2 separate regions of the Gossypium arboreum genome follow, and region 2 is linked to region 1. The links are chromatin contacts, called in public Hi-C maps. All regions are on one chromosome and are shown on one strand. Each heading gives the region's core, a stretch centred on a gene start, on an enhancer-like site or on the middle of the called end of the contact. The rest is flanking DNA. Distances are from core to core; before and after follow the strand shown. Region 1 holds the start of LOC108465847 (probable WRKY transcription factor 15). Region 2 holds the start of LOC108473994 (beta-1,4-xylosyltransferase IRX14-like).

Region 1 (3,097 bases), core at 128-2,627:
TACTAGCATCGATGGATCATCTAAGGCTCTTTCAACATGTTTACGGGCTGGACATCCTCTTACACTGCTGCACTTATAGTAACCCCTGTTGTATGTTGGAATTTCTAGTCAGAAAAACAATGTGTGGAAATTTGTGCAAAACCTTTTTCTAATCCACATACCTTGGGTGTGGGGATCCCTTGATCGGTTTTTGACCGTACTTTCTCCATGAGTAATCATCTGGCGGAATATCGGCCATCTTCAGGCTTATTGCTGGAACCCTCACCACCCTTTTCGATCTCAGTTTTCTGTCAAAAAACCAAAAATTTTAAATACACAACATGATAAGAAAGTTAAAAAAGAAATCGATTGGTTGAGTAATAGTACCTTTTCTTAGAGCAATGGCAGCGACCGGAAGACCCACTAGTACACTTGCCAGAACCCAAGTTGTCGGAGCTACACTTCCTCTTGAAAGAAGAAGAAGACGACAAAGGAGGCTTCCCAGCCGAGGAAACCTGAGAAAAATTAGTAATTTGAAACGCAGATGACGATGAACATGGCTGCTTACTATCAGTATCTCCCGTTAAGGATGACAAAAACGAATTCCCAGCAGAAGAATACGAAAAATTAATGGTTTTCGACGAATCAATCCGTTCTAAACCCCCTGTTTTCACCGTCATAAAATCATGATGATGATGAGGAGGAGGAGGAGGAGGAGGAAGAGGATAAGCAGTAGTCACTGGTGGCGGAATCTGCTGGATCGGTGTTGCGTAATAAACCTTGGTTTCTTGCTCTTGATCGGGTTGAACAGGGGCTCGTCTGAAACGAGCATGTCCGGTCCTGGTTCGACCCAGAAGAGAGATAACTCTCTTGAACCTTGAAACGGCGGCATCAGCCTCAGCTTTGCAGTCCATTTCCAAATCCAGGGAATTAGATGTTGTTGAGATAGAGGAAGCTTGGTATTTCTCTTGATTATTACTGTTAGTTTGCTGCTGCTGTTGAGTTTGAGAAAGTAATCTGATGAGTTTCTCAACACTTTCGAGCCCGGAAGCGGCTTCTTTGACGGCGTTTTCTTCCATTTTGGCTGCGCAGCTGTCACCGTTCCTGCAACTCATCATGAGTTCAACGGCCATGTCTGCAACAACACCATTCAAGGGAGGAAAAAGGAAGAGAGGAAAAAAAAAAGTGAAAAGAAAACGTAGAGAGGGTTGTTGATAAAGGGAGCACTGGACTAATTTGGTCAACATGGTGCCATCGGCTATGGAACCCTATTGCTCAATTAGGTCACTGACTTGTTACTTTAACATTTGCCCTCTTATATGGGTACTGATAACATCCAACTCCAACCATATAATTCCTTTTTTCATGAACATCCAACCATTTGATTATTTTATAACTTAATATGCATCACATTTCACTTCTTTATTAATTAAATAAAACAATCAATGAGATTTTAACTTTATTTATCATTATTATTAGATTATTAAATTATTATATTCTAACTTTTACTATGTGTAAGTTGGATTAATATGAATATTATTATTAATATAGAAATAAATAAATTTAAGTACGCTAAAACAAATTTTTTTTATTTAATGATTTTTAAGGCATATCTTTTGCTGTTAAATTAATAACTTATCTACGTAGATATTAAATTATTAAACATTAATATTACGTGGGAAAATTTTTTTAGTTTTTCTTTAAATTAAATTACTTATACTGTTAATGCATTCTTCTTCTTCTTCTTCTTCTTATAATTTTGTTTACTTCATCTATTCTTTAACAAAATTAGAGATTCTACTTTAGCATTAGATAGGTATAATAATAGGGTTACAAGTAATTTACTTTAGTGGGTAAAGTTTAACCTAAACAAAATTGACGGTTTCTTCTCAAAAGTAAATTAGACGGTTTCATATTATTTATTTTATCAAAATAAATTATATATTTATGTTAAAAAATTATTAAATTATTAATAAGTTTATATTTTTATCCTTTAAGTTTATATTTTTGTCCTTTAATTTCAAAATAATTATTGAATTATTTAAAAGTTTTTTATTTAAGTTACTATCTTTGTTAATTTTTTAAAAGTCGGTTTAACAAACTCCAAACGACGATTCAACGATTGGTAAGATAGATCATTAATATACATCAGATTTAAGTTAACCTAACAATTAGTTTCAAATAACATATAATGAAGTTTGAATTATGGTTTACGCTTTATAATTTTAAAGTTGTTTTATAAAATAATTAAACTATAGGAGAGAAGAAAAATGAGAATTTTCAATTAGTATAAACAGTTTAAATAAAAATATTATTTTAATAATCTAATAACTTAAATAAATCAATAATTATTTTTAGCGAATAATTTAATAAATTTTGCTCAAGTTTACTATTTTTTGTCTTCAAAATTTCTAACTAGATTTTGGTTAACTGACTTAAATGGCTATTCTAGACCTGATCTGTGGGGTCCATGCAGATCAAATTGGTCTAAGGAAGCTTGGGACACGCGGATGATGCGGTCAAAACTATGTCTTAACCAGTCTGGTCCAAATCCACTATTAATTAAGTTTTATTAGTATATTATATGCAATTATTCATGTATGTTACTAATATTTTCTATTAAAATTAATTAAATAATCGGCTAGTAGTGTGGCATAGTGTTAATTAAGTTTTAGTTTCATTGATATATATATTGAAGTCAATATTGAAGTCAATACAATAGAACGTAATTTGAGTGTATTAAAATATATTGTTCACCTACTTATGGGTTAGAAATGGGTTACGGGTAGTTTTATGACTTGTATAAAAGATAATAGATATGATCAAAACTTATAATGAAATTATTAAAAAATTCATAAACTGATTAAAATTTGTGATGTGTTTCAATTTCGGAAAATTATCTCAAAAATTTTACAAATGAATTGAGAATGTCACATGTATTTCAGAGGGTATATTAAAAAATTTAAATAAAATTAATTGAAAATTTATTACACTCTAAATTTTTGTGGTGTCTAAAAGCTTTACAACTTATATATCAAATAATTTATCTCTCAACTCTATTTGTGGACCATAATGTATCAAATATTTTTCTTTAAATTGTTATTTAAAATAATATTTT
Region 2 (2,860 bases), core at 206-2,705, 230 kb after region 1:
CCTTCTTCTCTTCTGTTCTCCCTAAACTCTTTCATTTTACTTTTACACAACACTAGTGCCATGGCTGAGGGGACCAACATGATTTTTATAAAGGGTAAAAAATGGGTATAAATTTACCCGTGAACGCATGAAAATTTGGCTTGAGAAGGGAGAAAGCAACAAAAGGGTGCAAGAGAGTGCAGGCCGTAAAAAAAAAAATCACCCTGTGACTGTCTGGTTGTGTCTGCTGTAGTGGTGCCACCTGCCAGCTTTCCTTCATTCGATGCCGCTTGACACCTCTCTTCCAACCCAATGGTGCCTCTTGACATCTCTCCTCCAACTATTAAAAACTATTTTTTTTCAAAACTCGTATGTTACTCGTATTTTACTCGGTATAAGTGTGATACTGGTGCCGTCATGTAGGGCGGTGTGACAATAAAGTATTAATTTTTTTTCATCCCTATTATGGTTTAATGATAGCCTAATGATGGTGGGCAAAAAATGGGTGGTGTCGCCTTCTTGTTAAGCACCACCCTTAGTTACTGTTCAAAACGCCTCATTTTGGTAAATAATGATATGACCATACTATTTAAGTTATTAATTTAATTTTTTGGATTATTGAGTAAAAAAAAATCCCATATTCAAAGAATAAAAGAACTACAGGATGATTGAAAATTATTTTGATTGATAATGAGATAATACAATATTATGATATTAATTTTAAATTTTGGAAGTTATTTATGTTTTGTGTAAGGATCACTCTTAGAATTGTTTTTCCTATACATCCATTATTTCTTTAGTTTGTGTAGGTTTATTTTGAAAATGAAGTAAAATTTTAACAATTACATTTTAATCAATATTACTGAATGTGTTTATTATTTAAGTGTAAGTATGTTTTATATATATCATGAACTATTATTATAATTGTTGCATGATGTTTTATCTAATTTTATTTAAACTAATATTATAATTATTTTCTTATATAATTCCAACTTATTATATTCTTCAAAATGAAAAGAAACATGATTTAAAACAGGCATTACATGTAATATTAGAAAGGAATTTGTTTGATTAAGATTGGGAGTGTGGTTGTTAAGGTTTCATTTCCAATGCTTTTATTCAGTGTATAGACAGAACAAAAAAGTTAATTTGAAGTGTGTGTTTGTAAGAGGAAAGTAAATAGAATGGATAATGATTTGGAATCATCTTAATTTGGATTTATAAGAGAAGAGAAAAATACTATTTTCATGTTTCCTATAAAATAAAGTAATAAAACTTCAAAATTTGAAGCGAGCAGTTGACGGGGGTCCTAATCATCACAACCAACTAACCACCCACCCGCCCACCCAACCCATTCTCTCCTTCCTACTCTACCCTTTATCAAACCCTATTCTCTCTGCTTTAAAATTAAATAATCACACCTTTTTTTTAAAAAATTTATACTTTTGAAATTAAAATTAATTAATTCATTTTCCTAAACTAATTATTGATTCAGAAAATTTAGGAAAAGAAATTTATTTCTTCCCAAATTAAAACCCTCCATTTGGTTTATTTTCTTTTATAAGCGTGTCTAAATTCCCCTAAACCACGCGCTTATGTCCCAAACAAAAAAGAATTTAGAGGAAGATGGGCATGCCACAAACCCAAGAGCAGCAATCTGACAGTAACCCTGAATCAATTCAACCGTAATTCCAAAGTAATCGATTTCGTAACCCCACCTTCCCCCACCCAATCGACCTACCCAAATATTTGAAAACATAATCATAATTCGTGTTATATTTCCATTGTTTTCTTCTTCGTCCTCTTCTCTCTGTTGCAGGAGCTTCAGAGAGGACAGATTTCGAAGAGGATGAAGCTTTCTGCGTTGCACCAGAGCTACATCAACCGTCGAACCAACAGCTTCAGATCATCTGGGCCGTTGGATTCGTCTTCCGACAGTGCCATTAAATCCCCTGCCGCCATTTTCTGGCTTGTCTTCCATGCTCTTTGTTGTTTAATCAGCTTGCTCCTCGGCTACCGCTTTTCTCGCTTGGTCTTCTTCTTTTTGTTCTCCACTTCTTCTACTAACTTCTATACGTCGCCGTTCCGATCCACTGCCGAGCTCGTCAAAACCCTCGATGTCAACTCCGTTCTCTCCAACAACTCCGTCGCCAACCTTGACTTGCCTTTGCTTAACAAGACGGTCACCAATTCGAGGGTCGTCGTGGGGCGCCACGGGATCCGGATCAGGCCGTGGCCGCATCCGGACCCGGTTGAGGTCATGAAGGCGCACCGGATCATAGAAATAGTTCAAAAGGAGCAGAGGTCACAATTCGGCATCAAGAATCCCAGGACGGTTATCGTGGTCACTCCGACGTATGTACGCACTTTCCAAGCGCTGCATTTGACCGGTGTGATGCACTCTCTAATGCTGGTTCCCTACGATCTGGTTTGGATCGTGGTGGAAGCTGGTGGCGTCAGCAACGAAACGGCGTCGCTTATTGCGAAATCGGGTTTGAAAACTATCCACGTCGGATTCAATCAACGGATGCCGAATTCCTGGGAAGAACGACATAAATTAGAGTCCAAGATGCGTCTTCGTGCTCTAAGGTACTTGTTTGTTTAATTTTAAATTTTATTCAATTGTGAAAATCATTAAAATCCATACGTTTTGGGATTAGGTTGTTAGAACTATAGATTTAATTAAGTTTTCGTGATACTTTGGGACAGAATTATTAGAGAGAAGAAATTGGATGGAATTGTTATGTTTGCCGATGATAGCAATATGCATAGTATGGAACTTTTTGATGAGATCCAAAATGTGAAATGGTTCGGGGCTGTTTCAGTTGGAATACTTACTCATTCGGTTAATACTGATGAGATGGCGGATCGGAAAAAGGAT

The links. Hi-C and Micro-C count contacts between places; a contact is called where the count stands out from the background.
Region 2: a contact with region 1 is called in a Hi-C map of leaf, with 2.3 times the contacts expected there. The contact joins the promoter of LOC108473994 here to the promoter of LOC108465847 in region 1. A contact is called at or near these places in 2 of 5 Hi-C or Micro-C datasets (both in leaf).

What each region holds. Positions count from the first base shown.
Region 1 is chr11:36,779,850-36,782,946 of ASM2569848v2, forward strand. It overlaps LOC108465847 (probable WRKY transcription factor 15), which reads right to left and starts at 1,378. Exons shown (of 3, transcript XM_017766231.2): 1 at 367-1,378; 2 at 162-287; 3 at 1-85. The coding sequence starts at 1,226.
Region 2 is chr11:37,014,388-37,017,247 of ASM2569848v2, forward strand. LOC108473994 (beta-1,4-xylosyltransferase IRX14-like) reads left to right here and starts at 1,456. Exons shown (of 3, transcript XM_017775840.2): 1 at 1,456-2,568; 2 at 2,689-2,860. The coding sequence starts at 1,829.